5 separate regions of the Mus musculus genome follow, and regions 2, 3, 4 and 5 are each linked to region 1. The links are chromatin contacts, called in public Hi-C, HiChIP or PLAC-seq and promoter capture Hi-C maps. All regions are on one chromosome and are shown on one strand. Each heading gives the region's core, a stretch centred on a gene start, on an enhancer-like site or on the middle of the called end of the contact. The rest is flanking DNA. Distances are from core to core; before and after follow the strand shown.

The links. Promoter capture Hi-C pulls out the DNA fragments that hold promoters and counts their contacts. Hi-C and Micro-C count contacts between places; a contact is called where the count stands out from the background. HiChIP or PLAC-seq counts read pairs in DNA pulled down with a chosen protein or histone mark.
Region 2: an H3K4me3 HiChIP or PLAC-seq map of pro-B cells shows a contact between it and region 1, with 2.7 times the contacts expected there. The contact joins the enhancer-like site here to the promoter of Ppif in region 1. A contact is called at or near these places in 2 of 39 promoter capture datasets (liver and stem cell-derived epiblast-like cells) and 3 of 115 datasets of contacts at active chromatin or transcription factors (large pre-B cells, memory CD8 T cells and pro-B cells).
Region 3: a contact with region 1 is called in a Hi-C map of bone marrow-derived macrophages, with 16 read pairs. The contact joins the enhancer-like site here to the promoter of Ppif in region 1. A contact is called at or near these places in 7 of 39 promoter capture datasets (cranial neural crest, embryonic stem cells, hippocampal neurons and 3 more), 2 of 15 datasets of contacts at CTCF or cohesin (embryonic stem cells and large pre-B cells), 5 of 484 Hi-C or Micro-C datasets (CD4 T cells, bone marrow-derived macrophages, cerebellum and 2 more), 5 of 115 datasets of contacts at active chromatin or transcription factors (T-cell acute lymphoblastic leukemia, bone marrow-derived macrophages, embryonic forebrain and 1 more) and 2 of 9 other capture datasets (embryonic stem cells and liver).
Region 4: a promoter capture Hi-C map of hippocampal neurons shows a contact between it and region 1, with 4 times the contacts expected there. The contact joins the enhancer-like site here to the promoter of Ppif in region 1. A contact is called at or near these places in 9 of 39 promoter capture datasets (the 3T3-L1 cell line, cranial neural crest, frontonasal cranial neural crest and 5 more), 1 of 15 datasets of contacts at CTCF or cohesin (large pre-B cells) and 1 of 115 datasets of contacts at active chromatin or transcription factors (large pre-B cells).
Region 5: an H3K27ac HiChIP or PLAC-seq map of T-cell acute lymphoblastic leukemia shows a contact between it and region 1, with 4 times the contacts expected there. The contact joins the enhancer-like site here to the promoter of Ppif in region 1. A contact is called at or near these places in 8 of 39 promoter capture datasets (the 3T3-L1 cell line, cranial neural crest, hematopoietic stem and progenitor cells and 4 more), 1 of 484 Hi-C or Micro-C datasets (nephron progenitors) and 3 of 115 datasets of contacts at active chromatin or transcription factors (T-cell acute lymphoblastic leukemia, bone marrow-derived macrophages and forebrain).

The regions. Positions count from the first base shown.
Region 1 is chr14:25,692,534-25,696,296 of GRCm38.p6, forward strand. It overlaps Ppif (peptidylprolyl isomerase F (cyclophilin F)), which reads left to right and starts at 1,637. Exons shown (of 6, transcript NM_134084.1): 1 at 1,637-1,890; 2 at 2,940-2,970; 3 at 3,471-3,559. The coding sequence starts at 1,699.
Region 2 is chr14:25,159,336-25,163,258 of GRCm38.p6, forward strand. No RefSeq gene overlaps it. Among named protein-coding and RNA genes, the nearest start is that of 4930572O13Rik, 18 kb to the left of the region's middle. Within about 2 kb of position 2,541, at least 27 of the 459 cell types and tissues checked have an H3K27ac peak or open chromatin away from gene starts, as enhancers often do. A contact at or near this core is called in memory CD8 T cells and pro-B cells, where this site is marked.
Region 3 is chr14:25,111,451-25,115,706 of GRCm38.p6, forward strand. It overlaps Gm32123 (predicted gene, 32123), which reads left to right. Exons shown (of 3, transcript NR_153781.1): 3 at 1-1,481. Among named protein-coding and RNA genes, the nearest start is that of Gm32123, 4.3 kb to the left of the region's middle. Within about 2 kb of position 1,606, at least 24 of the 459 cell types and tissues checked have an H3K27ac peak or open chromatin away from gene starts, as enhancers often do. A contact at or near this core is called in bone marrow-derived macrophages, where this site is marked.
Region 4 is chr14:24,839,733-24,843,930 of GRCm38.p6, forward strand. The region is part of intron 2 of Gm32008 (a long non-coding RNA gene); the gene reads left to right. Among named protein-coding and RNA genes, the nearest start is that of Gm31951, 11 kb to the left of the region's middle. Within about 2 kb of position 2,524, at least 81 of the 459 cell types and tissues checked have an H3K27ac peak or open chromatin away from gene starts, as enhancers often do. A contact at or near this core is called in hippocampal neurons, where this site is marked.
Region 5 is chr14:25,056,994-25,060,999 of GRCm38.p6, forward strand. The region is part of intron 2 of Gm41112 (a long non-coding RNA gene); the gene reads left to right. Among named protein-coding and RNA genes, the nearest start is that of Gm41112, 8.3 kb to the left of the region's middle. Within about 2 kb of position 2,593, at least 6 of the 459 cell types and tissues checked have an H3K27ac peak or open chromatin away from gene starts, as enhancers often do. A contact at or near this core is called in T-cell acute lymphoblastic leukemia, where this site is marked.

The DNA of each region.
Region 1 (3,763 bases), core at 387-2,886:
CAGGAGCTCCATCCTCACCTCTGCAGGCTCAGGACAACAAGTTTCCACAGCTCCAATTTGAGGTATGTTAGACCAATAGGAGTCAAGACCTACAGGAGTCGATGGGCTACAGAAAGCCTGGGACTTGTGGATGCTTCCTAGCAGGGCATGTGTGGTGGTTCCTCTCCACTCCCTTCCAGTCTAAGTGTGCACTGCTGTTGCATAGATTTTAGAAAATGTGCCAATGGCTCAGGCAGAGCGGAGGGCAAGTGAGTTCCCCTTGCAGGCAGCTCCCTTTGATACACACTGACAAGAAAAGACGGGGCCCTATGTGGGGTTGGGTGAGACCCACCCTAGACTAGGGACTGGTATACAACCCATCAAGGCCAGTAGCACAAAGCAGAGAGCTGTGGACCATCACAAGAGGGTTCAGGCTGCCATGTGTGAGGCGGGGAGCATGCCCTGATTTCATAGACTACTTGGACCAGCATGGCTTCTCCACACACACACACCCCCCAACTGAATCTTGGGTGGGACAGGCCAGGCTCCCCGGCTCCTAAGGCTCTCAGCTCCTTTCCTGCTCCCGCCTCTCAGGACCTTGGGACCTTGCACTGGAGATTCCCCGCTATGCTCTGAGCACACAGTCTAGGCTATGCCCATCGCTGTTGAACACAGAACAGCATTTAACAGTTAACAAATGCTTCTCTCTCTTGTTTGTTTATCCTCAGAACAGGTATGAGTAGAAAGCAGGGTAATTTCTCATCGCTTCCTTGGTTGCAGGACTGGCTGAATCCAGCAGTAGGGAACCAGGGTTTTCTAGCCCTAGTTAGAGCCTTTTTCTCTTTCTGAGCCTCAGTTTCCTAACTGTGTTGGCTCACATGCTCTCGCTGGCTGGCATTCATTTGATTCCCAGGCTGGTGCTGTGCCCAGTGCACCAGGGTTTAAAGTCCTGCCTGTGGCTCTTCTGCAGGCTCCTTTCCTTTTATATCACACACTGCCAACTTCCTGGCATCCCTAGAGAATGGTTGCTTAGGAAGTTACCTGCAGGTGTGGTGCAGTTGGCAAGGAAGTTTATTCCAGGTGAATGTAAATCTAGGGGGCATTCCAGGGGGTGTAAATCTAGCCCCGCACTCTGCTGGCCTGGCTGGAGGTGGTGGGAACAGACAAGGGCTGTCAGAGTGGGCTGGGACTGAGGCCTGGCAGATGCACTATTGGTTCGGCAAACTGTATTTTCAGTCCTGGCGGAGGATCTGGTCTCTAGAAGCAAAAGGAGACAAACTCAGCCCTGGAGCCGGCAGCCTGAGGTCACCTTGTGGGTGTCTTAGACTGTATCTCTGCTTCTCTGTTCTTTCTGTTATCTCTCCCTTTCTGAGCCACCTCAGATTCCCCCACCTACACCCCCCCACGTCTTTCTGAATCTCAGGATCAACCTTTCTCTTGATCTAGAAGCACTTTCAAAGGACTTCCGGCTCAGTGTGTAGGGATGGAGGGCGGGGCACAACGCACGAGCCGATTACGCTGCCAGCGGCAACCGGCAGGGGACGCTAGCGAACAGGTTCCGAGGGGGCGCGGCGGAGGCGTGGAGGGGGGCGTGGTCTCGAAGCCAGCCGACCAATAAAGGCGGCGGCGCGCGGCCTAGGTATCGCTTCCTGGGTCGTACGACCTTGCCTGTGTCTGCTCTGAGTTCTTCCGCGCGCCCTCGCCCGACCCGCGACAGCGATGCTAGCGCTGCGTTGCGGCCCCCGCCTGCTCGGTCTGCTCTCCGGCCCGCGCTCCGCGCCGCTGCTCCTCTCCGCGACCCGTACCTGCAGCGACGGCGGAGCCCGCGGCGCGAACTCTTCCTCCGGGAACCCGCTCGTGTACTTGGACGTGGGCGCCGATGGACAGCCGCTCGGCCGCGTGGTGCTGGAGGTGAGGCTTGGACATTTGGAAAACCTGGACTTCCCGGGCCCTGTACTGTGCCTGGCACATCAGGTGACCTTGAGCCTCAGTTTCCCTCTCTCAGAAGAGGCGGCATCAGCTTGGTCCGTTCGGGGCTTTTCAAAACCCTGGGGGGTGTGGAGGAAAAGGTCAAGGTCAGATCGTACTGAGTGACAGCCCACTGACCGGCCTGGACCGACGTTGGGCTTCCTAGACCCTCTGCGTCCGAGGTTGGACCCAGAGCTCTGGGGTGGGTAGCTGAGGTCCAGGTGTTGCCAGGTGCTCACGTGGTGGCCTGAGCGCACTCCGGATCCGCCCCCAAGGCCTGGTTGCCTAAGAGGAGACACAGGGAATGCAAGTGAGAAGGTTCTGGCTGCCCAAGCCCTCTCCATTCCCTGAGATTTGACCCTTAAAAAGAAAAGTAGGAAACAGACACCAAGGTTATCAGGAGGCCATCCCAGGAGCCTTTAGGCTGTTCTGCTTTGAACAAAGGTACCAGTTAGACTGCCGATCTACTGGGGGAGGGGAGCTGGCATTTTTTATTATGCCTCATTTTCCTCGTTTGGAAAATGAGGAGTACCTCCCCAACTCTGTTTGGTGAAGAGGGATTCTTAAGAGAAGTTGAGAGGCATGAGGCAGGCTTGGATGACGGTCCCCTCCTTCCCTTCTGTGAGCCTCAGTTTCCCCCAGCACTGAGGAAGGTCAGCTAATTCTAATGTGATACTTACTCTTGGTCCAGGGACTCATGCCGAGGGCCTCCAGCTGACATTTCTGTCCCGGAAGTGGGCCAGGATGGCACTAGTTTCTTCGGATAAGAAACTAAGGCTGTCTCAAGCAAGCTTTGGTTGGGTTCAGGAAGCAGCTGGCAGAAACGATAGTGGCTTTGGCAGTTCCGAGGAGGGTTGGTGGTCATGGAAGGGAATGGCCCTGTTCTTCTTTGTCATGATGCCCTGGCCTCTGGGTGTGAATGGTGAGGGGGATCTTTTTTGCACCTGCTTCTGGACTGACCATCCTTTTCTGTTCCTTTTCCTTCACCATAGTTAAAGGCAGATGTCGTGCCAAAGACTGCAGGTAAGGCTTACGTGGAAAGTGAGCCCGGCAAGGCTGGTGGGCTTGGCATGGAGTTAGGACTTAGATTATGACCATATGGGAGTCTCAACCTAAGCACAGCTGATGAGTACCCTGAGGCAGCCTTTTGTCCCTCTCTGGACCTTGTTGTCAACTCTGCTAACCAGTCTGAAAGTAGCTAGACATCTCAGAACCAGGGGAAGGCCCATGTAAGCTCTCATTGATAGCTTCCTCCCACTTCTCCATGACAGCACAGGGCAGGGTTAGGTAAAGTGTTTGGGCTCTTTGCTTTGTTATCCCAGCTGGCGCAGCTTAGAGCTTGGATTCTAGTCACAGCGCTTCACACTGGCTCAAGACAGAAAAGTGATCAGGAATGGACTCAGGAAGAGGGGCAGGGCCTTTCCACAGGTAGCTCACCTGGGGGATCGGCAGGGAAGATTGCCTGCCCCTAACCTGCCTGCCTCTCTCTCTCTCTCTCTCTCTCTCTCTCTCTCTTTCTTCAGAGAACTTCAGAGCCCTATGCACTGGTGAGAAGGGCTTTGGCTACAAAGGCTCCACCTTCCACAGGGTGATCCCAGCCTTCATGTGCCAGGTAACAGGAACATGGCCTCTGCTGTGAGTGGAACCGGCAGTGTAAATGTCCAGGGAGTAATTGGGCTCACTGGTGGGTGAGCTGGGCCCTGGTGCAGGGAGGGGACACAGCACAGGGCTGCTGGTGGGGATGAACCTTGAGGCTGTGAAGGGCCATCGGAGTTAGACTGCCTCTAATCTTGGTATTCCATGTGCCCTTGAGCAC
Region 2 (3,923 bases), core at 1,291-3,790, 530 kb before region 1:
GCAAGAGTTTTGAGAAGGGGTGAGCACAAAGGTCACTGTCACATGAAAGTGGAAGGCTGACTATGGGGAGTGGGGGAGGAGAAGAGGAATGTTGGAGGAGGGGCCGAGAGAAACAACACCACATTTTGCTTGGAAAAAAATGTCATAATGATATACAATCCTCTGAAAGCAAATAGAAAAGAATGAAAGTCACCTTCCACCATAGAGAGAATGGAGCTTCCAGAGTGGCCCTCATGGGTGAGCCCGTCTTTCCAGCAATGACCAGCGTGGAGGGGAAGGATCACCTCCTTCTTGCCTCTGAAATGTTCACTCTTACGGAAAGTGAATGGAATCAGTGGAAAGTATGGACTCGGCACTTGTCATAACCGTAGACTAACTCATAGCAAAGGTAGTAATGTCACACGTCCACATTTCAGATTGAATACTCACCCACGGCTTTCCTTAGGAGAGGAGAGTAATCCCCATTGCCTTTTTTGATTATACAGAACTCAATTCCTCCTTCCAAGGACATGTGCTACCATCCAACTGTGATGTCTGCTCCAATCCTCCAGACAGAATACATTCATTGGTGGCAAACCACAAAGTCATCATCTTCTTAGTGACCACAGGGACCTGCTCAGTAAGAGCACCAAGGTAAGAGTAGAGTTCCTGTCCTGTTCAAGATTGCATCTTCACATTCTGTTTCTGTCACCCAGGAAGACATCCAAAGTCGAGGCACATCAGTTATGCCCTCCCAGAACACCCCAGAGCCTTGCTTTTCCTCTCTGAGAAAGAAGGAGGAGACTATTACTAAGTCAGTGTTTGTCACAATCCCCCAAGGGTTGTGGGCTAAAGCCCCAGTTCAATACACTGTGCTGGAGAAGATAGAAAGAATATGGCTCTCCTCATCTGTTCATCTGTGGGCTCTCACAGGCTGGCTAAGCACATGCACACTTACCTGTCCCATGAGCTTTGAGGGGATCTGGGATCCAGAAGCCAAGCATAGCTGTCCTTGTGGGGCAGAAGAGCATCTGGGATTGCCACACAGCAAATAGGCTTAGAATAGTCTCCCCACTTGGCTGACCCAACTAGACAGATGCTGAGCAACCCTCCTGATCGGTAACTGTGGTCTAGGTTAAAGACAGGCTACAGTGGTTTACCTCCATTGTCAATCTGGCTACAGTTAGAGACTCCTAGAACACAGAAACAGACCTTTGGGATGTCTGAAGATATTTTCAGAAAGGATTAACTGGCTATAGGTAAGATCCACTGGAATTCGGACCATACCACTCCTTATGGGATAGAGAGGGAGAGATGGGAGCTCCAAGTACAGAGATTCTCTTTGTTCTTAGCCCCCATGATGTGAGCTGTTCTACATCTCCACACTCTCCCATCATGATGGAGAGAACCCTCTGAAACCTTAGCCAAAAATACAGCAAACACACACACACACACACACACACACACACACACACACACACTAAAATAGCTGTACCAACATTTTGGTCACAGTGACAAATAGGTGACTAATATACCCAGGGCAATACTCATGGCTTGGAGGTAACTCTGTTGGGTTATTGTGCTTTGACAAAGAGCCTTCACTCTCAAGCTGGGTGGGGCACCTGGCCGGTCTTAGTGATGACAGGATTACATGGTTACATGGAGAGACGAACAAGGTGCTAAGAGACACCAGAGAATAACTGTGCTGCGTGTCAACCTTGGCACCTTGTCCATCCCTCTTTCTGTTCATCCCTCCCCTGGTTCACCTTAGCTGATCTCCTCACTGATCTTTTCCCTCAAGTCCTTCCCCTTTGCCTCCTGTCTTCTCAAAAGGACCCATCACTGCATATCAGAGCCATTTATGATCTACAGGGACATCTTGTCTGACTTGTACACTGCTGCAGCCCATTCATAGCACCATTCCACATTCTAGAATAAAAGTGGGGAGGAGAGAGCTGGGCACAGACATTCATGTCCCAGCCCCTTTCTCTGCTTCCCAGATGCTTCCTTAAATGGAATAATAAATAAATGATCATAAGACCGAGCCTGAGGGAGGTCACTGAGAGTTGAAACCAAAGAGGCCCGGGGAGGCCAAGGCATCACATCAGCCCTGCATGGAGACATTTGAGGGCTTCCTGGAAGAAGCAGAACTGAAGCTTGGAAAAGTCTCTGACTGTGAAGCATAGGCTGCCCTTCTGTACCCTTTATAAGCTCAATATGACTGTATATTAATTCAGGGTGGCAGACAGGATCCCACAACCACCAGATTGTTTATATTGTACTTGATCTTTGAACTAAAGTCCATGTTTAATGGAGGAAGCTTTGGAGGCAGAGGGGCATAGGCCATGGTAGAGTTAGGTAGCACTCTCTGTTCCTGAGAGCATCTTTTGGAGACCATGTCCTTGGATATTGCCAGACACTGGTCCAACCTCTTTTATCCTGGCTGTGCTGACACAGCTTGGTCTACTGCCTTCTTTTTATGCACACACTCACCCGACACTCACATCAAACCCTTCACAGCTAGGAAGGCTCTGAAGCCCCATGTGGGCATTCTCCACTGGAGGATGTGGGTATCACACCCACAGCCCTACAAAGGAAGGTCGGGGTCATCATTGGGCTCAACACCCAAGGAGCAGGCTTTGAGCTTGCTTGCACCCCAAGAGTTAAGGAGTATTGTCTCCTAGTGTTTGAGGGGGGCCATGTTTTTCAAGAATATTGTCTCCCAGTGTTTGAGTGGATCAGTGGTTTTCAGCCTAGCAATTTCATCACCACTCAAGCGTGAAGTGTGATCTGCAAGATGTGTTTGTCTGGCATCCAACCTCGGCTCCACCACATCCTTCCGAATTTCTCTGAAACTCAGCATCTTCCTCTGTGGAACCTCCCTGAAATGTCTGTTGTGCTTTCTCGAGAAAACTGATATTTTACTTTTTTTTTTTCGGTTAACCAACGTTTCTTAGAAACTAAAAGAAATCATCAAGACCAGGGTGGGGCCTAGGGAGCATAGGGCATGGCAACCTATAGACCAGGGAGTCTGCCAGCTGGTCCACCTGAGAAATGTGAGAGCTAGAAGAGAATACTCAGGATGCTGATAGCAAAGAGAAGGTATGCATCGGTGTGACGTGAAGCACCCTGTAGCCCTGAGGTGAGATCCCAGGCATGGCAGTATGGAAGATGTTGGCATAAAGTGAAACAGCATTTTAGTCAAAAACCTAAATTGCTAAAATTACCTAGAAAGGTAGACATTTCATCAGATGAAACCCCAAAGAACTTGGAGGGAAAATTTAAAGGATTGTATTGCTAAACATTTTTTTCACTAAGGAAAAAAAAGGCTTAAATAGCTTTGTAGAATGGTTTGTCAAAAGATTTTTTAAAATAATTTCAAGAGATTAAACTGTTTCCAATGTCTATACACTTTTCTAGGGTGTCTAAAAATGATATCCAATTCATTTTTATTAGTTGGAATATTTTTCATTTGTGTGTGTGTGTATGCATGCTCGTGTGTGTGTGTGTGTGTATGTGTGTGTGTGTGTGTGCACGTGCACAGCGCTATACTGTAGACTCTGGAGGCCAGATGATGGCTTTGGTCTTGGAACTGAATTTACAGATGGTTGTGAGTCACCATGTGGGTTCTGGGAACCAAATCCAGGTCCTCTGCAAAAGCAATAAATGCTCTTACCCACCAAGCCACCTCTCCAGCCCCACCCCACCCTGCTACCATGTTTACTGAGACACAGTCTCTTCATTGAACTTACAGTGTGCTGTTTTAGCTAGACTGGCTGGTTAGTGAAACCCTGGGACCCTCCTGTCTCTGCCTTCCCAGGGCTAGGCTGTAGTTATAGATGTAACCCACCACTTATATCATACATTGAGTGCTAGGTAGCTCAACCCGGGCTCATGCCTACGCAGTAAGCATTTTACCTTCTGAGTCATCTCCCTTGCCCCAA
Region 3 (4,256 bases), core at 356-2,855, 580 kb before region 1:
GATACAGTGACATGTGCCTGCAAGAGCCCAGCAGAGAGGAGAATTCCAGGGATTTGCTGATCAGCCTGTCTAGTGGAAGCAGTGAGCTGCAAGATCAGTGAGAGACCCTGCCTCAAAAACATATGATGGGAAAGGATTGTGGAAGATACCCAGCATTGATCTCTGGCCTCCATGTTCATGCTTGTGCATACACAAACACACACACACACACACACACACACACCCCACACTCATAAATATGCAGTGTTCTAATTCTGAAGCCTCCGTTCTTCTAAAGGATAATAAAGTCTGGTGCATTTGTTCTTAATGAAATTAACACCAGGTTAAATAATCAAAGAGCTTGCTGGGAGGTTGGTGCACCAGCAGATAGAATAGAATGTTTCTCCTGGCCCTTGAATTCAGTATGTTTTCTTAGAAATAAGACTAAAACCTAATGCTATAGAAAATGCCATGAGTATTTGCATATCCTACAAAGAATATTTGCATATAATTGGTTGTATAAAGCAGGGTGCGTGTTTCTTGGGGTGAGATGCCAGCTGGCTGACAACTCTCCTGTGTGATTCTGGTGTGCCAGGTACTTGTCAGGTAGTGTTGAGTCCTCAGAACCACAGATGCTTAGTACTTGTTGAACACACCTTGAAACTGAGGGCCAGAGCCAGAACTGGCTGGCAGTAGCACCACAGGACATAGGGACATCACTACTCTTGGTGCCACTTTTCTCGCCTACAGCATCACAGTATCTGGTGGAAGGGGTGTGTCTGCAGTGACACCTGCAAGGTGGATTAAGGTCACTGGGATTTAGTCACAGCCTTCTGTTGCACGGAAGGTTTGGACAAAGTGACCTCTACAATCCAGTCCACTGAGGTTTCAGACTTAAGGTACTCACTTAAGTAGCAGTTACCAAAAACAAACTCTGAAACACATCTGCCCAGGATTCGCAGGAAAAGCATGTTTTCAGATCAAATGTGTTTGGAAAATATTCCTAATTATGTCCCCAGTTAGAGACTTATAATGCATGTTACAAACATCAAACTCTCCGATAAGGCACACAATTAAAGCCCGAGTAGTTACTTAATCTCTTTCCTAGACTTGATGAATTGTCAACCCCCCCCCCTTTTTTCTCTACCCACATAACACATAGAGGCACTTGTTGAGGGAACTAGAGTAACAGAAATGGCTGTAGTTCCCGAGTTCTCACTGGTCAGAGCAGCAGCAGTTCTCAGGAAGACTCGGGGGTCAGAAGTGAGGGCTGGAGAGAGAACCTGATTAGGACTGATGCTCACCGGCTTCTGCTTCCAGGAGCTCTTAAAGCTCACATATGGTTTACTCGTGAAAAGCAAGAGCCAGGGCTCCCATGCAAGCCCTTCTAGAAGAAACTAACACCATTGATACTGCTTCTGAAATCTTGACATTCGAGTATCTCAGTGCTCTCTGTATATTTTTATGGTTGTGTAAAAAACCGTCTTATGGATGAACACAAAGCGTCGTTGCCTTTCTGGTTCAATCTTCCTTCTCCCTTTTTACTGAAAGCTGGTAAACACCACTTTCACCAAAACTGGTGAGTCACGGTTCCTGTAGTCAGCTCGTGCTGCTCCTCAGCACCATCATGCTGTTCCACGTCTGCGTAGTGACTCCCTTACTCCTTGGTAGCTCTTTCCTCTGTATCACAGATCCATTGTCACTCGCTCAAATACAGCCTCCCTGACTGCAGGCCAGATCTGGTTCGATGGCCATGTAGACTAATCTGCCAGCAATTGTCACCCACCTTTGGGTTTTTGAAATGTCTGATCCTCCTAACTAGATCACAAACCTTCCCAGGAGAGGGATCACCCTGTGTGACCAGCACCTGCCCAGACTGGTATGGAAGAACATGTTGTTGAATAAGTAAAGGAAAAACATTGTTATGTGAAGTAGCCTCATGCGCCTGGGCCCTCTCTGAAGTCCAGCTCCTTTGCTAGCAACTTCAACCTTTCTCTTCATTTAAATTTGATCCTTCCTCCCATTGCCTGACCTCAGCTCCCCAGCTGACTCCAAGCCACTAGATAAGCCCAGCCCATCCTCCTCTTTCCACTCCCACAGGCTTAGTCATGTTTCCTGCCAAAGAGATGACCACAGGGGGGAGGATTTGGAACCTACAAATAATTGACCTTTTGATATCAAAAGTAATTAGCTCAGTTTTATCTTTTGTTCCGTGAAGAAAGTAGCAGTGTTCATACTGGTGCCCACTTGGTTGGAATTTGTATCTTAGTAAAATTTCAAACCAATGCATGACTGACTTTTAAAAAGTACAAATGGATTCTAAAATTTTGTGAAGAGAATGTTCATAACGTTGCCCACTTGTATTCCTACTTCCTCCCATTTTACAGATAAAGAAACTGAGATCCACAAAGATTATGAAGTTCCGGAAGTGGAGATGCTAAGGTTTAAGCTCAGTCCTTGGCCTTTTGTTTGCCATACTGAGCCCTGAGTTCAGGTCATCAGCTCAGGATTCGATGGCCTTCTGTCTTCTTTGAAAGATCATGAGCTACTTAAAAGCAAGGACCACGACTTTGGCAACTCCAGTTTCTGGCCCAGCGCAATGGCACATAATAGCTCTAAATAAACATTTAAAGAATAACTAGATGAATGGCAGAAATATTAAAAGCCTGGCATAGCAGTCGGCTCAGTATGAATTCCATGAAAGATGTGTAAGAAAGTCAGAGGGACTTGAAGGTCTGAGGAGTCACAAGTTCAAGAGCAGCCTGAGCTAGGGAGTGAGTTCAAGGCCAGCCTGGGCAAATTATTAAAACTGTTTCAAAATTAATAAAAAGGATATAGCTCAGTGCTAGAGTCCTTACCTAGCATGTATTAGACCTTGGGGGGCAATGCTGAAGGGAGGGAGGGAGGGAGGGAGGGAGGGAGGGGGAGGGAGGGAGGGGGAGGAAGAGACTGACAGACACACAGAGATCAAAATGCATAGAATCTAGAATAAGCCTTCATTCCTTTAAGCTGAATAAACTTGTAAGAACTAAGTTGTTTTATAGAAAAAGATTTGAATGCAAAAATCTAAAGATACCTTATTCAAGCTGTCTGGATAGAAAGATAATTGTAGTGATTGGTTATTCTTCAAATGAATATCTAGGAAGAATGGGGGGGATCCATAGAAAGACAGTTACCCTCTGCTCAATATAAGATTGCCATGAGTGCACACATGTGTTTATGTATAGCATTAACCAAATGACTCAAGACAACTTGCATGCAAGGGTAGATGGTGGAGAACCAGCATGGGTGGCTGAGCATAAGGGAAGGACTGCTATTTTATTGCTTTTTGAATACATATCTTAACCCTCTGTTAGAGGGTTTGAGAAGTTTCAATAAATGTAAATTCCCTTGTAATTAACGCGAGTGCTTCCCAAGTGGCCTCTTTGTCCCTTTTCAAAAAAAGAAAAAAATAGCTTTAAGCCATCCACTGCCATGACATTTGTCACTTGCTGAACAAGCCACCATCTCTGTTTTGCCACAAAGGTGATCCTTACCCAAAACCCAGCCCTATGAAACACACAAACTCAAGAGGGAGCAAATGCTTCAAGCTAAGGATGCAAAGGGCTGGCGAGGCTGTAAGTAGTAAGGGCACTGAAACAGAGTGAGCGTCAACATCTTCCTGGGCACAGGGTACAGGCTCTGAACCCAGACACTACTGACTGAAGCCCGGGGTGGGGTGGGGGGACGAACCCCAGTCATGCGTGGAAGAAGGCAGGGAGGAGAGGCAAGAAATGCATTCCCTTCCCCAGGGTCCCAGGATTGTTTTGGTAATTACCCCAGCTTCTTCAACAGCTTGCGATTTGTCCAGTGCCTGGGAACCTGTATTTGCCTCACACAATGCATAATTCATAGGGCATGGACAGCAATTATGAGCTAATTGAGGGGTGTAATGTTTAAAGAAAGGATCCATTATGAGGCGCATAAGGGATGCTGGAGTGAAGATGCTCTTGAGTCCACGGAGGCTTGGTGCCCCCAATTCAGCCTTCCTTGAGATGACTCTAATCGTCTCCTGAAGGGCACTGAAGCTGGGCACAAGAGTGCTCCTGCTAGAGGATGCTCAAAGGGTCCCAGAGTGACTTCCCTACTCTCGTGAGCTTGGTCTTCCACTTGTCACATGGACGCTGTCACCTGGATTCATATGATTCTAAAGACGCGATGTTTTGACCCCAACCATACTTGCAAAAGGAGAGTGAGGATCTCTTCTCGGGGCGAGGCAGATGCTATAGTCTTCAAGA
Region 4 (4,198 bases), core at 1,274-3,773, 850 kb before region 1:
GCTTCTGCCAAGACCACCAAAGGAAGCCTGGAACACGGAGCATTTTAGAGAAATGGGGACTCTAGAGGCCTGGAGAGATGGCTCAGAAGTTAAGAGTACTCGCTGCCTTACCAGAAGCAGAGTTTGCTTCTCAGCGCCCATAACAGGCAGCTTACTATAACTCCAGCACCAGGGGATATGACACCTTCTTTTGTCTTCTGTGGACACTCACACACACTGGACTTACACTCTCACAGACACAGATGCATACACACAAAGTCTTGGGGTGTTTGCTTTGTTTTGTTTTGTTTTGTTTTGTTTTGTTTTGTTTTGTTTTAGAGACAAGGTTTCTCTGTGTAGCCCTGACTGTCCTGGAACTTGCTGTGTAGACCAGGCTGTCCTGGAATTTGAAGATCTGCCTGCCCCCCAACCCCTACCAGTGCTGAAATTAAAGGTATGTGTCACCACTGCCAGACACAAAAGTAAAATCTTAAAAAACAAACAAACAAACAAAAAACAAAACAAAACAAAAAAACCAAGAACTAGCAAGAAAGAAAGCAGCAGCAAGAGATCCACTGCACATGGGTAGCAGGGGCTGGGAGACAGTGGACTGCCTTCTCAGCACTGTGGTTCCTTGTTGACCTGCCTCACTTTCTCTTACTCTCTAGGGAGTGGCCCACACTAGCTTTCTTATGATCACAAAGGGAAGGAAGGGGTTCTGATACTATTGATACCTCTTCTACCACTAAGTGGCCTGTGTGAAGTGTGACCTCATCTTTACCAGACATCCTCCTCATAAGCTTGAAGAACTAGCATCACGGGAGAACGACTTGCCAGAGGTGGGAGCACTTTCACCTTCCAGTGTGAATGAATGGTCTGAAAGAAGAATGGATGCTTTTTCCAAGGGTGGAGGTCAAAGGTCAGGATGGCTTAACACTGCCACAGGGGCTGGTCTCCCATCACTTGGACCTGCTTCTGGGGCACCCCCCACCTTCAGCCTGGTGGGTTAGGCTTGCTGCTGTCAGAGGACAGATGCCAAAGTGCTTTTGGCTTTCCTCTGTTTCTATTTTCTATCTTGATGGAAAAATTGTGATTTTCACACTGTCACGAAACCAATAGGTCTCTGACATATGTTTTTGTAATCTGTGTAGCTGGTTTCCTGTACTTCTGACAGTTCTATTACATGTCTGACAGTTATATGAAATTTTTCCTCTGGGAAGTTGAGGGGGGCAGGTGTCTCCCCCTCCCCAACCATTGTAACTCCCTCATCCTTACTCAAATTTATATTTGGAGACTAAAGAACAGCCTGCATACTTTTCTTGTTCCTGCCCTAAGTTGGATGCCAACATCCTCCTAGGAGGGAGAATGAGATTTACAACCAAGCCCCGTGGGGGAGCCCTGAACAACACGGGATGTGGGAAAGTAGGAGACCAGAGGATTCTGGGGCCAACTGTGTTAACTCCAGACTCCATTGTGAACAAAATAAACTGCTTGCCTTGGAGCACCCTGCCTCCAGCCCTTCTGTACCACCACCCCCATACCAGGGCAAAGAGGGTGGCTACATAGGGTGCCACGTAAAGAGGCCTGCATTACTGGCTCTGGCATGTGGGCATAGTGGTGGCTGTAGCCAATGCATATACATGTTTGCACACCTATGTGGCTTTGTGCAGAGTTCAGTGTCTCACCATGCTAGGTCCTAGGGTGACAAGGCTATACATGATTCCTCTATTTGGAAGCCCCTCGGGGCTATGTACCAATTTAGTGCTACACCCATGGATAGAGTTCCTTCCTGGGGAAGGTTCATTCTCTGGGCTGGGATTGCACATTGGAAGCAAACACGTCGACAGGAACATATCGAGGACAGTCTGTGTCCGAGGGGAGATGCTCGGACGTGTTTTGATTTAACTTGGCTGCTATTGCCTGCTGCTGAGGGCCCTATCTATCTTCAGGGCAAGTAGAAAAATAATAGAAACAGCAATGGTTGAAGACACTGGAGGGAAGAGAAAGATGGCCAGAGTCACTCCTGCCATGAGCACTGTCTGCCTGAGGAGGTGGGAGTCTGGCCACAGTGGCCCTGTCACTGCCTTGCTGGGTAGCTTTGGGCAAATCCCATTATCTCCCAGCCTCTGACCAATGAGGAAGCTCTGAACATTACCTTGGGGATTCTCTGTGAAGCACATATAATACGCTACTTGCCCCACAACGGCACTCCAGGCACTGCAAATGCAAAAGCCGATGCGGCATCTCAGCCTGCCTTCGAGATGTTATTTGGGTCCTCTCAATCGACTTAGCCACTCTGATTTTCCTGTCTATGGAAAACGAGGTGTTGCCATGGCAACTGCCACATTACACGGGTGCCGTACTGACGATGCCTCTGAGATACAGAGCAGCTTCTCAAAGAGATACACTTTTCAACATGTCATGTAGGATTCTGTACTTGTTAGGGAAAATCGCATTTCCAGCAAAATGACATGCTTCTCTTGGGCTTGCCGATGCGCGGCCCGTGCCTTCCTTAAACAAAGACTTTCATTCACTGCCTCTCTCCTGCCTGTCTGGCCTGCTACCATCGGCCACCCTTTGTGAGTCCCTAGTGCCCTTTACATAAAGCCTGAAGCTAAAGGCAAGGTGGTGGAGGGTTGGGTTCTGCTCCTCAGGCCCAGCCTCCAGAGCTGCCTCCCAGATGACACAGAGAGAGGCTCAGAGGCTAGGTTTCAGGGAGTAGCCAGGGCTCAGCCAGTTTTTAGCAGCTCCTCGATTTTAACCTGACCTGATTTCTCCAGGAAGTATTTGGAAGATGGTTTGTTCATGCTCTGGCCTTCTTCCAGGATTAACTGTAAGAAGGCCTTAGTAAGAAGTTGCTATCCCCTATGTGGCCCATGTCCTTACTGTGCCCATGTGTTTAGCATACATGTACTGGCTTTCTCTTCCCTGACAGAAGATGGGTTATGCATCAGGATAACACTGGCCTTGGCCCTGTCAGCCTGATAACCTAGGCTCCACAAGTTCATTGCTTGACATTGGTTCTGTTGTATGCCCAGAGGGCAGGTCAGCTGGGTACTCTGAGAAAGGGGAGTCTCCTGGCATCTCCAGATCCCATCCTCCTTGGGATACTGTGTGGAAGACCAAGAGTCCCTTTCTTTCAGATATCATGATGTAAATGATCTAGCTGGCTACCCCCAGTGAAGTCAGTATTGATCCAGGAATGAGTCCTGACTTGGGGAATTCAAATCAGTAGCCTCTTGCCCTTGAAGTCAACTTGTATGAACTGACCCGTGTTGCAGGGTTATATGGACCAGGTTGATAAAGGGACAGGAAAAAACCAGCAAGCATTAATGCATCCTGGTGAATTGATGAATGGATATCACAAGGTGCCTTCAAAGATCAGTGTTGAAAGATTTAATGTGGGCTCTGTTGAGGGCGGTGTCCTTGGCATTCACATGGGGCCCTTGGGACCTACTGGTCATGCACTGGGACAGACATGGCAAGTGACTCTGAGATACCTGGCTCAAGTGTGACTCTGCAAGCAGTCCAGGTGAAGTTCAGCTCAGTTTGTCAAAACTTCGTAAGCTCCTGGGTAACTACTTCAGGGTGCAATGGACTTCAGTCCTGATCCTGTGCAATTAAGAAACAGTGAAGTATGTGTCAGACTAGAGTCTAGGAAGGAATGGGTGGGTACTCATATAAATTACACCCAGTGCTAGGCATCAGTAATTCAGCTTTGAGAAAACCAGCCTTGACTGTTAGGCTCCTGATGAAGAAAGGAGACTGATACTATAGGTTCTGGTCAAGCCTTCAACTTCCCTGCAGACAAGTCCTTACTCAGGGTAACACTGCTCTACCATCCCTCATCCCTGAAGAGACTCAGCACCTGCACAGGGCCTCAAGCCAGAATCCTTTCTGTTTCTGCCTCCAGGAGCCTCAAACGGGTTCTCCCTGCCTCCATTAATCTAGCACATCTTCCACCTTGCAATATGATTATGTTTTCTAGCCTTCAACCCTGGTCGAGTTACTTTCCAGGTCAAATGCCTTCTGATGAGTCTTAGAACGAAGACCAGGTCCCCTCAATGTGGTAACAGGTTCTGCATGACTGGGTGTCTAGATATCAGTTCCTATTCACCCCTCAGCCATGTGCTCTTTGTGTCTAGTTAGTCATGTGTCATCTTTCAGGTCTCAGAAGGTTTCTCTTCTCCCTCTGGGCTGTCACCCAACCTGGCAGTCC
Region 5 (4,006 bases), core at 1,343-3,842, 630 kb before region 1:
TTTGCCTAGAATTTCTGCTTGTTGTATGGTTTTTTTTTTTTTACCTGGTTTTGACTTCAGGATAATAGTAGCCTTATAAGATGCATTGTGAACTCCTCCCTCTTCTGTGTCTGGAAGCAGTTATACAGAATTGCTGTTACTTTTTCCTTCAATGTTTGGCAGAATATGTCCATGCAACCATCTTGACCTAGAGTTTTCCTTTCTGGGAGATTTTCTTTTTAAACTCAAAGCTCTTTCTTTAATAAATGTAGAGCTATTCAGAGAGTCTATTATTTTCCTAAGAGAGTTTTTAATACATTTCTAAAATAAGTGCTCTGTTTCATTTAAGTTATCAAATGTCTCTGTACAAGAGCCATTTGCAGATCGTTCTCAGTGTCCTTTAATATCTACAGGCTCTGTGACTTTGGCATCTGGGGGACTTTTAACTGTGGCATCTCTTCTCACTCTCCTCTGCCTGGTGGAACAGGCCCCCAGACCTTAGCACAACTCACACCATGTTAGAGTCACCATTCTGACCTTGCACTCCAGCATGTAGGCTCCAACACAGGCCAACACAGACTCCCTTCCCTCCGGCAGTTTCTGCAGGTCAGTGACTTAAACATGTTCCCTATGCATGGTGGGTCACAAGGCAAAATGAAGGAGGCCATGTTCAAGCTTGCGGTCTGTTGCTGTGTGAAATACCATGACCAGAAGCAACTAGAGAACAGAGAGCTTTCTTCATTTCATAGCTTACAGTCCATCGCTGAAGGACGTCAAGGCAAGAATTCAAGGCAGGAGCTTGAAGGAGAAACCATGGGGCGGGGGGGGGGGTTCTGCTTACTGTTGTGCTTCTCTAATTTGTTCAGCTGGCCTTCTAATACATCCCAGACTCAACTTCCTAAGGATGGTACTGCCCATGGTGGGCTGAGCCCTTCTGTATCAATTATAAATCAAGACACCCCCACAGACGTGCCCACAGGCCAGGCTGATCTAGACAATTCTTCCTTTGAGTTTCCCTCTTACAAGGGGGTAGACTTGTGACTAGCTGGCAATCAAAACTATAAGTCTTTGCACATCCCTTTCCCCATTCCACACTAGATATGTAGGGTGCACATCACACAGGTACAGTATTCTGGCACAGGTCCCTCAGCCAAAAAGCAGGAAGCCAGAGAAAGGAGAATTTTTTGGCAAGTGCACATAAACTATATATTCCAGCAACTTAATAAATAATTGTGTGTGTGCGCGCGCGCGCGCGCGTGTGTGTGTGTGTGTGTGTGTGTGTGTGTGCATGTGCGCATGCACTCACACATGTACATGTTGGCCTTATGTCCTGAAGTGAGAGGTCGTAGCAAAAAACCCAATCAATCTCTTGTCCTAGACCTAACATCATGCACTGTTATCATATGACTTGAATGAGACCAACATAGCATGTTAAACACCAGATCTGACAATTTCAACAGTGCCATGTTACAATATGTAGTACCAGTAAGGCTTCATGGAAATATCATGCCTTGTATAAGTAATAGATAGGGCACCAAGGAGGCTGAAACTCAGGGGTCCTGTGTGGGAGGGAGTGGCAGATGGAGAGAGATGAGTTGAATTGAGAGGAAGAAGGCCTCTGATGTTGGCCTGGGATGTGCAGCTCTGCCTTTCCCTGGGAGGAGAAACTAGGGAAGTATGCACACATCATACTGAGAGCCAGGGTGCCACTCACAGAGCCTTTCAAGGCCTCAGCGACAGTGCCCATCTCTCAACCCATGCCAGCATCCCAGTGCTGGGACCATGGGACATCATCACAATCAGTCCAGTAGAGGGAAATGAATGGTCCCTGACACCTATACACCCTGGTTCTAGAGGGTTCTGTCTCTCCTCATAGATGAAGTTCAGGAGGCATTCCTCAATAGACAGAAGAGCACTCTGGATAAAAGGAGGGCTCAGCCTACATGAGGGCTGCACACTTGAGCTTTCTGCCCGCGGCCGGTTCATCTGACTGATGGCGGGCGTCAGACCTCAGAGAATGGTCCTTGTTAGGATTTAGGAACAAAACCATAGGCTTTCTGTTTACAATAAAGAGAAGCAGCTCCCTGGACCTTGCACCCCCTTTACGTCAAATAAACATCTGTCAAGGAGGAACAAGACAGAATTCCTGTGATCAGATGCTCCGGGTTCTACAGACATTCATCAAAGCCCCACTCATCAATTAGAGAAATATTTGAAAAGGCACACGGCTCCCACCAGAACCTCATGCATAATTCACAGGAGCGCCGCAGTCGAGGGAGGCGGCCACAGGAGCCAGGGTGGGCTTTTGAAGGTAAACCTCCTCATTGTTCCTTTCATCCCCAACCCAGGAAGACAACTCTGGGCCCTTCAAAAACTGTACAAGCCTTGGATGTGGGAGGTGGAGAAAGCTTGCTACTGAAGTATAGAAACTTCCTCAGCCTTCCTTTGGGCCCTCACTCAGTAAGGGAGACCATTTCTCGAGTCTTTGGAACTGGGTGTCCCTGTGAGCTCAAGGTGGAAGGAAGTGGCCCCTCATCTCACCCTGTGACCTACTTTTATCAGGGCAACCAATGCTGAGTGGTTCCGAAGGGGCTGCAAATTAAAACAGGCTGACGGAGGAGATGAAAGGTACCACGGAAAACGCAGTCTTGCTTTTCTCGGTTCATTCGCCACATCCCATAGTGTAGTGATGCTAGCCCTGTTTTATAGAGCACATTGAACCAGAGAGGTAGAGACACATATTCAGAGTGATACAGCAAGTTTACCTTGAATACTTAACTCAACAAGCAGACACTCTGTAGGTGCACAAGCCCAGGGCAATTTTGCTTCTGTTATTCCATTTAAACAACAGAGAGTGTAAGAAGTAGAAAATCAGTTGTTGTCAATATTTATTTTATTAATACTTGGTTTGGAACCCAAGTTTCATTTGATAGTCAAATACTTTGTTAGTCACAACAATCATATCATTTTTATCAGTGTATTCTATGCCTGACTTTCATTTCCAAGTTACACTGCAAAAAGATGCCACAGAGAGGAACACGGGGCAAGCAGCACTGCTCAACATTTCAACATTGACCTTGGCTTCTGCTCTGAAGTTTTCTTCCTCCTCTAACCCACCTGAAAGTTGCTCTTGCAAGATAAGGCCATTCTTGTAGTGGCAGGATGAGCTCTGCGGGGTCCCCAGGGCCTGGCATCCAGGGGCAGGTGGAAGGGTTTCTTACTTCTAGGACCCTATTGCAGCTGAATAAGAACAGGCATGGGATAGGATGAGACCAGAGCTCTTCATTTTAGATTCTGAGCAGTGCCAGGTTCTGCACTTAGCAAGGAGGGCTCAAGGGGGCTGAGACCATCCAACCAGGCCAGAGAGGCCCAGAGATTCCAGGCAATGAGAGGAGGGTCCAAGAGTCTGTTCTGGTCTAGGCAAAACCTATAGGCCTGTACTGCAGCCTCGCTTGTAGTCTAGAGTGTGCAAGTGCTCAGCCGGGCAGAGGGAACTCTCAGCGTCACCTGTTGACAAAGCTGTCCAAGATAGTCAAGTGGGAGTAGGGGAGTGGCCACTTCTGAATTCCCATCATGCCTTGTGCTTGCTTAGATAGTCGCATTATGGCATAACAATCTCGTTTCCGGCCTGTTTTCTCCAGGACTTCATTTGCATTCCCAGCGTCTTCTGTAGGACATGATGCATATTTAATACAAAGGAAGGAGGGAGGGAGGTAGCCTGGCCAAAGCACTTCACAAATAACTGAGTAAGGACAAGAAACTGGACATTCAGAGCGGTTCCTGCCTAGTAGCCCCCATATTGCTGAGGCTGCCGGCTGCCGTTGCCTCTGTGAGCCCACACTCAGTTCTTCTGCACAGAAGAGTTCAGCCCTGCCGTTACTATGAGAACATGAGTCGAGTCATCTCAGAGCCCACCTCTGCCATCATGTTTAAGCAGCCACGAACATGCAACGTATTACAACAGCTTAATATAAGCTGTTGAATTAATAAGCCTGTGAGTGAATGAGTGATTGGGTTTGTTGTGGTT